Regions from separate parts of the Salvelinus alpinus genome. Here region 1 is linked to region 2. Evidence: chromatin contacts called from public Hi-C data. All regions are on one chromosome and are shown on one strand. The core of a region is the stretch at or near the end of the contact, and the rest is flanking DNA. Distances in the headings are between cores, read along the strand shown.

Region 1 (5,391 bases), core at 2,424-4,923, 190 kb before region 2:
AGCCTGGGGTGATTAAAAAAAACATAGGACTAAAACATAGATACATGTGTGTAAGTAAAGAGCCCAATTCTCTTACTTTTGTAGTTCCAATGGATGCTGGTTGCCTGGATCTCTTGAGTGGGTATGTAGTCATCCGTGAATTTCTTTCCTTGAAGTCGATGCCATAGAGTGCTCTTGCCAGTATTTCGGTCTCCGCGGATAACTATTTTCACTTGGAAGAAATAACGAGACAAAGTAAGACTAGCCTGCCTCTAAATATATGTACAGTAGCCTATATTCCATAATACATATTGCTATGAGCGTAACAAAATATGCATCACTTACTGTTGTATTGTACTCCTTTGGCAAAGCGTCTCTGTAAACTCTGGTTCATGGACTGCATGCCAGCAGGGATGCTCTTGTCTCTCGGCTGGCCTGGTTCAGAACCAACTAACTTCTTCAAAGCTGAAAACATCTTGACAGGAAGCTGATCTAACTAACCCTGTCAGAAATGTGTGAAATATAGTGTATTTGACTGAAACAAAATGGTGGAAGAGTTTCTAGACTACTGATGTAGATTTAAATGTTATATTGAGTGATGATCTGATCAACACAAGTAGGCCTAAGCTATGAATCCAGAATTTTAAAGTAGTACTGTATTTTCGTACACAGAAGTAGCATTACCCCCCATCAGGAAGATACATGGGTAGGTAGGTAAACTTGCGTATTTCAGTATACGACTAGATTTTTCTACTAAGAGGATTCCTCAAGGGCAGACAATAGCTTTATCAGGTATCAGTTTCTTCTCTCATGTGGTTTTGGGTTACGATCATCTGCAAGAAAGAAACCACATGCGAAATTGAACTACCAGTGTTTCCCCTATATGCATTTAGCAGTAGCGCAGCATTTAACAGTTTTAGTGGGGGTTCCCCCAATTCTCCCATATTGGGGAATAAGTGATTTGAAAGTCTAGGTTTGAGATAAAATATGTCACAAATTACTGTTGAAAAAGGCTTGCTCCAAATTCCCATTGGAACACAGCCATTTTAAAAGTGCAGGGCTTGTGCAACGTGCCATACCTTTTCCGTCTTACAGGAATGATAAACATATGAGGAGAAAGCTGAAGTCTACCTATCCATTGATTGTAAATATATCCGCTGTCCGGTTCCCAGTTCGTCCACTAGATAGCAGTAGGAGATCACAAAGTTTCTTGGCCACTTGAAACCAGTTGCGTCTGGTTTGGGTAGTGAGTCACTGTGCCAAAATGGCTGAATGGATTTTCACGCCTGACATCTTAATACAACTTTAGTAATCAGGGCTTTCACATTATTGAGTTTACAGGTGAAGAAAATTCAAACGTATTTTCCTATTCCTATGAACGCTGAGCTAGCTAAACATAGCGTGTATACAAGGTAATGTGGCTGAAGAAGAAAATGCGTTGCTTTATGACTATCAGGGTGTACCCTTTCCATGCATACTAAATGTTTGTACTTTCAGTTACTTGACCTACATTGCAGGAATATGACCAGTGATTTCTGGGGTTTAATTTTTTTTTTTAAAGCTAATTACCTGCAATTCTACATATTTTGACATGGCTTAGGCTTATGACCAGGGTGAAAAATAAAAAAATTCAAACCACAGGTCAGGTGTATTTAGGATGCTTTGAACATGATATGAACACTCAAAATTCAACAACTTTGTTACTTAGACATTTTTGGGGGATGACATTTAAAGTATGTAAACATTGTTTGGGTGGTTTGACACTACTCAGACAGTAATGAAATTAGATAGGGAGATAGGCAAATGCTAGAAACAGCAGGAAGGGTTGAACCAGTGATTGATCCCGGTTCTCTGGTGGAAAGTTGTATGTTACCACTACACACCAAGGCTCTACAGGAAATACTAATATTAATCAAAATCACCCAACCTTCAAGAAAAATCTAATGAATATCAGTACTAATGATAGTACTAAATCTAATGAATATCAGTACTCAGGTGGTTTATGCCTACTAGTTGAAGATCCTTGCCATCATCTTACTCTACATAGACAAAATATGATGCGTTTATGAGTTGTGAGTCCCCCTACCATCCCTGCCTAGCATGTGCACAATACTACACTTTCTAAAACAACCTCAGACATCCGGAAAACGCCTTCGTCCATTAACTCTTAAATGTAATATAATGGAACAGTCATGATCAAGGGCTAGTGAAAACCGATTCTTGACTATTCAGATTTTTCAACTGAGCAATAGGGTAACTTACATAACAGTATATTTTTCTAATATTGTCAGTGTTAACCAAAGTTAACAGTGTAACACTTTTCCTTGGGCATAAGCTGATACAAGGTATACTGAACAAAAATATAAATGCAACAATTTCAACTATTTTACTGAGTTACAGTTCATATAAGGAAATCAGTCAATTAAAATGAATTCATTAGGCCCTAATCTATGGATTTTTCATGACTGGGCAGAGGCACAGCCATGGTTGGGCCTGGGAGGGTTTTATTTCTTGTTAAACCTTTATTTAACTAGGCAAGTCAGTTAAGTATAGGACCACCCACTGGGGAGCCATTTCCCCCACAAAATAGCTTTATTTCAGACAGAAATACTCCTCCGTTTCATCAGCTGTCCGGGTGGCTGGTCTCAGACAATCCCGCAGGTGAAGAAACCAGATGTGGAGGTCCTGGGCTGGCGTGGTTACACGTGGTCTGCGGTTGTGAGTCCGGTTGGACGTACTGACAAATTCTCTAAAACAATGCTGGAGGAGGCGTATGGTAGAAAAATGAACATTCAATTCTCTGGAAACAGCTTTGGTGGCCATTCCTGCAGTCAGCATGCCAATTGCACACTCCCTCAAAGCTTGAGACATCTGTGTTGTGTGACAAAACTGCACATTTCAGTGGCCTTTTATTGTTCCCAGCACAAGTGGCACTTGTGTAACGATCATGCTGTTTAATAATCTTCTTGAAATGCCACACCTGTCAGGTGGATAGATTATCTTGGCAAAGGAGAAATGATCACTAACTGGGACGTAAACAAATTTGTGCACAACAATTCAGAGAAATAAGCTTTTGTGCATATGGAACATTTCTTGGATCTTTTATTACAGCTCATGAAACATGGGACCAACACTTTCCATGTTGCGTTTATAATTTTTGTTCAGTATAGTAACAGTTAGCTAGCTAGCCGGCAGAGTCTGGTGTAACTAGAGAACACGTTAGCTACCTAACTAGTGTGATGTTGATCTAACTATCTGATATGCCCTCGGATTATATTACTTTGTTAACTAGCTAACGTTTGATAGCTACCTGCTTACCTGTTTTGCGATTGCATCTAATAGTCACAAACTCACCGGCACATATGCTGCCATGACTAATGTGTATACTACCTAGCTTATGACGTTATTGACGATGTGGCTTGTTAGTTAGCATCACGATAAAGTAGCTTGCTAGCGGTAACATTGGATTACGTTGACAGTGCTGAGTGGTGTCCTAAAAATACCCACCGGCAATCAAAGGATTCTTCAATGTAGCAAAGGTGACATGGTTATTTCCAAATCCAACTCCTCCTGATGCACGTGAAAGACGCTAACGTTGCACACTCTTAGCTAAACAGCTCGCTTCCTGGTGGCACCATAGATACTTTTGAGGAGAAAGGAACCTCCATTGGAATCGTATTAACGCCCATTGTGTGAGAAGCCCCTGTGCAGTTCCGGGCCGGGCTCAATGTGGGCGGAGTCAAACGTCGGGTCCAGTCTCAATGTGGGCGGAGTCAAACGCGTTTAAACCGAACCCTTCCCATCTCCTTCAAGGTTACCCAAATTGAGGTAAACTTAAACGAATCTTAATCGAACTTAACCTACATGGCAAAAAATATAAACCATGGAAGTAAGTGAGACTGTCATTATGCATAATGTACTTTGTAATATTCATGTTATACCAGTGTAGTGGTATATCTTTATATGACCAACTACCGCACCGATTTTAGCATAGCGTTAATTAGCACCCATTTGCACGTGAGCTAGTTAATTGCTCACAATGAGGGAATCTTATTTGGACAAATTTGCCTACTTGAGCAATAAGCCTAGGTTTACATGTACAGTTATGTAATCGATTTGATCGTTGATTTTTCCTGTGTTTCTTCAATGTATGCGTTGTTGTGTTTGGCTGGCTCTAAATGTGTATCGTTGATGCCATTCCCTTAGTTACACATAGTGAGTCTACACAGTATATAGAATAATGAAATCACCTGGTCCCAACATACATGACAAGTCAAGAAAAGTCATTTTAGCTTGTCCACACTGCAAACTGAAGTTAAAAAAAGGAACTTCAAAACACATTTACGAAGAAAGCATACACATTGCTTTGAAACTGTGTCCAAGGAAAGATTTTTGGCATGTGAGTGCATTGTGAGAAATGGTGTGTTTGCAGTCAAATACATTTTCTGGTCCAGCAACACCAATAAATGTTGTGAAAAATACTTGGGCTAATTCAGTTCCAACTGTGTTCAAACCTGTTATGCATGCTGGAGTATTAAAAAGCTGCTGAATTGTACTTTTTCTTTACTTTCACACACACTGTGCTCACAGAAACATTGCTTGGATCTTGTTCCCTGGACCTTGGAGGACTTTTGGTGTGGATGATGTTCAGGTTAGATATTCCTTTAAATTGTTCCACTGAACTGTACCATTTGATTGTCATTCCTTTATTGAAAATTGTACGTTGTTCACACCGCAGGGCCTACCAAAGCAAGGTTTCTCAAACAACTGTGGGGTGTTTGTTTTGATGGTAAGATGCTGGCTATTCAGTTTTATGTTAGTCCTATTTTCTGTTATAACAATATATGAAAATGTGTTATTTCTGTGCTTGCAGCATGTAAAACACACTATTGTTATTGCTCATACTTTTTCTTGTTTATTATTCTTGACACTTTGGGACCTATTTCCTACAGTTTTTACACAATTCATACATCAAACTCCTGCAGAGCTGGATGCTGGTGTGACATGCAGTGACTTCTTGAGGGGGTGTATTATTTATTGTTATAACTATCAAACTTAACAACCTACTCTTAACTTACAGTAAGCTCTGTACATTGCAATGGAAGCACAGTGTGATTTCACTGAGGTATGTATAAATTATGAAATTCTCATCACTAATGGATATGTTTTTTGGGATCCCCATCTGATTGTTTTTATTTAATTTATTTTTTCAAAGCCTAATTTGCTGCATGTTTTCCTATGGTGGTGCTTGGTTCTCCTGTAGAACTTTCCTATGCTGTAACATTATAAAAATGTTTAATTTGCATCCTTAAAATCAAATGCTTCGCTGTAGCCAGACTGACCTGAATATATGTTCATATTGAATGTATGTCATTCACTGACTGAGGTCTGAAGAAGAGAGGTTGAAAGATC
Region 2 (4,706 bases), core at 630-3,129:
TCTCACTCTCACAATGTTACAGCACTAAGCGGAGGGGTGCATTTGAGTCTGGTATGGCATGGCACATTAACATGTAGAATACTGATGTTTTCTGCCTCTACAGTGTGTCCATCTCCTCCAGCCACAGTAGCTTGTTCATTAGGGTGTTTGCAGAGAGGGCATGGCTGTCTACATACATGTGGTCTTGTTTTAGTGTCAGGGCCTCTTCAATAATACTGGTAACCTCTAAACTGGATTATAGAAATTATATTCTTTGAATAACACAACACCCAACAAAAGCACATACTGTACAGTGTGTACATTCAATTCCATCATCCGGATTGTAGTGATGTTATTGATCTCCTGGATTGAAGTGAGATTATTGATCAAAAAGGATTTTCTTCGTAAACCGCACGACTCGTTCAAATGTCAAATGTCTATGTCAAATGGAGCGAGATCACATAGAAAGCTCACAGAGAAAGTCCTATCTTGTCATTCATTAGTCTATGTGTGACTCGTCCTTTGTCACTTGTTCTTTCCCTCTCTCCCTCTCCCGAAATCCCCTTTTCACCTCAACCTGCAAACTGTCATCTGAAATGATATGGGCAAAATAAATGACATTCTGAATATAGATCATCTGCTGCATCACCGCACAGACATATGTGGATGACATGACGTGTTTCCATTGGTTGTGTGGGTCATGCAAGTGCTGTGCAATTGTTTCTTACACATTTACCTGAGCTAGTACTATTTGTTCCTCCAGCTATCATGCATTAGCTACAGGATCCAGAGAAAAAGTCAATGTGTTTGATTTGTTTTATTTCCTTTATAAATCCAAGGCAGGACCTATTATTCAATATATAATGAAATGGTGGGTGATTGTTACATTTTTGCAAAATGTGAAATACATATGTGGATACATATATGTATGCAACAAGAGAGTCAGAGGGGAATATTGTATTGAAATACAAAATATATTGATGCTGAAAATAGTTTAATGGCCAATTCCAATTGACATTGTAATGTCACAGTGTTCACCTTGCTGAGAAACATATATTTGGGCACACCAACATTAACTAAGGAGAAGTTGTTCTTATTCTGTTTTGTTCTCCCCCCTCCCCCCTCCCCATGCCCGGAGACGAAACCACTGACCCCCGTCCCTTGAATACCTGTGTAAATGAAACGTTTCTGTGCTTCTGTGGTTTAACATTTTTTTGGGTTTATAACTGGGTGAACAACAGGTGTTTCTCTGTAACACGTATTACAATAAAACAAAGTTTGTTTAAAAATGACGAGTCTTCAATCTTGTCTAAAGCAAAACATTTTAACTAATTTAAGACGCCGATCAGTTACCGCAATAAATGTGTTTTTACCTTTGATATTTGGAGTTGGCTCGTCATTAGCTCTTCGACGCACTCACGTGAAGGAGCCATAGAGTCTCTATATAGCCTATTTTAGAGGATATTTATAGCACTAAGAATGCACGCCTCATAATTATAATGAGATTATATTTTTATGGTAGGGTGTAGGCCTATCGATCACATGTATTGATCAATGCCACGTGAAGGGGGCACTAGCGCAACAAAGCACCGCTGTTATGATACTGATGGTTTGCGGAGACTGATAGTTTGTACGGTGTTGGCTACCAGTATAGCGCCATCTAGTTGTCACTTCGGGGATAACAGTTGTTGACAGCTGTAGCGTTGTAACTAACCCGTTTCCTAACCGTAAACTTATTAACCTAATCTGCTACATTAATTATCGTAACCTACTATGTAAACAAACCACCAGTGCTGAAAAAACGTTAGTATCACCACCACCGGGCATTCCAGTATGACCCGTATGCTGTTTAGTAGTCAGAGCGTTTAAGGAGCTCTGACTCAGACGGAAACTATTTTCCTGGTTGCTCTTTGGCCTGGGAGTGGCAACATGAAATCGTAGCAAGGAAATGATGCAAGCTTGATGTTGTCGCCACCGTGAATGCTTTTCTTTTGGTGCTTCGGGAATACAGAAACAGTAACCTAGGAATTAATATGTTTAGGAATTAAAATAAAATACACTCGAGATACCGATTGTATATGATTACTTTACAATGCTTAAAACGTCTTACTGGAGGTTAGTGAAGTTCTTTATCATTGCAGGTGTACTCACATTTGTTGTTAATATCTTACTGAACAAAAAAGCTCAGCCAAAGACGGATTTATCAACACCAAGTCCTCTGTCTCGGGAACTTTACAAGGTGATTTCCCCAGAGACCTACAAATACGTTCTCAACCATGTATCTGTGTGTAAGGAAAGAAGCCCATTTCTGGTGCTAATGGTTCCAGTGGCACCCGTTGATGGGTTGTCCAGGGATACTATCAGAAAGACATGGGGCAGACCAGGCCTCATCTCTAATGTGGATATCCTCACTCTGTTCTATGTGGGCCTGCCCAAGGAGGGACAAAGCTCCCACATTCAACAGGACCTGGAGAAGGAGAGCAAAGAACACGCTGACATCATCCAAATGGACTTCCTGGACAGCTACCACAACCTGACCATCAAGTCCATGATGATCATGGACTGGCTCGCCACCCACTGTCAGGGTGCCTCTTATGCGATGAAGGTGGACACAGACGTTTTCGTCAACGTGTTCTACCTGGTCAATAAGCTGTTAGTTGAAGGTGGCCCTCTCAGGCATAAGTACATCACAGGCTCAGTCATCAGTGACGGCAGGCCTCGTAGGGATAGGAAGAGTAAGTGGCATCTGTCTGAGGACATTTACCCTGAAGACACGTTCCCCCCATATGTCTCTGGAGCAGGGTATGTCTTCTCTATTGACCTGGCCAACAGGATCTCATGGGCATCCAGGTTTGTGAGACCCATTCCTCTGGAGGATGTCTATGTGGGGTTGTGTCTCAGGATACTAGGGGTCCGGCCTGTGTACTCTCAAACGCTGCTTCCTCCCAGGAACTTGTTTGAGATCAAACGGTTGAATTATGAGACGTGTACGTATGCCACGCGGGTCATTGTCACTGGATTTAAACCACATGAGCTGCTGGACATTTGGGGTGACTTTCAGAAAAGCCATCTCACCTGCTGATGTCTCAATCCAGTCTTTCTTATGCACTGAAAGGAATAACTAGCCCTCAAATGAATGTGTATGTTTCTTTGTTTTCTCCAGTGGTGGAAAAAGTACCCAATTGTGCTCCTTGAGTAAAAGTCTAAAACTATTTGGTTCTAAATATACTTAAGTATTCAAAGTAAAAGTATAAATATTTTGCAAATTCCTTATATTAAGCAAAGCAGACGGCTCCATTTTTTTGTTTTTCAAATTTACAGATAGCCAGGGGCACACTCCAACACTCAGATATAGTTTACAAATTTTGCATTTGTGTTTAGTGAGTCGGCCAGATCAGAGGCAGTAGGGATGACCGCTTGTTATCTTGATAAGTGCGGGAATTGAACCATGTTCCTGTCCTGCTAAGCATTCAAAATGTAACGAGTACTTTTGGGTATCAGGGAAAATTCAGGAAGTAAAAAGTACATTATTTTCTTTAGGAATGTAGTGAAGTAAAAGTTGTAAAAAAAATAAATAGAAAAGATACCCCAAAAAACTACTTAAGTAGTACTTAGAAGTATTTTTACTTAAGTACTTTACACCACTGGTTTTCTCTGATATTACAACTAGTGGAGGCAATGTTCTTTGATGTCATACACAATATCTTGAACTTGACTGGTGTTTGTTGGCAAAATTATAAGCTAAAATTAGGTGAAAGGTTTATTATCGACCTTTAATACTAAAGCAGTTGAAATAAAATTAGATGTAATCATTCCAAACGTAAGCAAAGATTCGCAGTTACACTTGATAAACAGCTGGTGGCATAGTTCACCCACTATCCTATTATAATGACGTGGAAGAGAACAGATCAGCGTCACAATGCAATGGCGTGTGGTGTCATGGCCAGAGTATCATTACAAGTCACATATGTTATTTAATCATGTCTATTGAAGTGCCTTCTGATCATAGAACATATTGAATCTGTCCAACTACTACCTCAGAAAATGTATTCCACATTATCTACAATGCATTTTTATCCTCTGCACTGAATAGTGTCATTGAACAAGTAGGCCATACTCCAAATTCACCTAACTATCTTTAATGCAATGTAATTTAACTGAGGAAAATGTATATATTTATGTCTTTATTTAGTTATTTGATGTTATAGTATAGTAATCCATATCATCATAACGAAGTGCTTGTTGGCGGTGACTGTTACATAATTGCTTTGGGAAAATAGTCAAGTTAACAGAGGAATGAAGATGTCCTCAGATGCTGTGTAATCACAGGGTGGATGGATGGTAAAGCTATGATATAATGATAGAATCTCCCTGCAGCAGAAGAGAGATGTGTTAGTGAGCGGGATCTAAAATAGGCGGATGATTCATGAACATTAGAGTCGGCAGTCCGCTTCTCTCCGCCAGCCTGCAGCAGATGGTTGTAGGACCAGTCACACTAACCATAGCACCATAAGACAGTGACAAACAACAAGTTCCAGCCTTTCTTTGTTATGCTACTTTACCTCTTTTGTATTTATTTGGTTCCCACACTTTGGTGCACTCAAGCCTGTAAACAACCTTGTGCCTCTTTACTGGCTCCAATGTTATCTTCAAGCAAACTCTGTTTGACATCACAATGTTCCTAGAAATATGGCTGGTTCATATAATGTTTGTGAGTTTAGTTACAG

The links. Hi-C and Micro-C count contacts between places; a contact is called where the count stands out from the background.
Region 1: a contact with region 2 is called in a Hi-C map of red muscle, with 5 times the contacts expected there. The contact joins the promoter of LOC139576512 here to the promoter of b3galt8 in region 2.

The regions. Positions count from the first base shown.
Region 1 is chr5:64,528,199-64,533,589 of SLU_Salpinus.1, reverse strand. LOC139576512 (rab-like protein 6) reads right to left here and starts at 3,673. Exons shown (of 16, transcript XM_071402699.1): 1 at 3,487-3,673; 2 at 325-475; 3 at 77-211. The coding sequence starts at 454.
Region 2 is chr5:64,341,063-64,345,768 of SLU_Salpinus.1, reverse strand. It overlaps b3galt8 (beta-1,3-galactosyltransferase 8), which reads left to right and starts at 1,879. Exons shown (of 1, transcript XM_071402688.1): 1 at 1,879-4,706. The coding sequence starts at 2,072. The coding sequence ends at 3,061. tncb (tenascin Cb) reads left to right here. Exons shown (of 22, transcript XM_071402685.1): 22 at 1-1,358.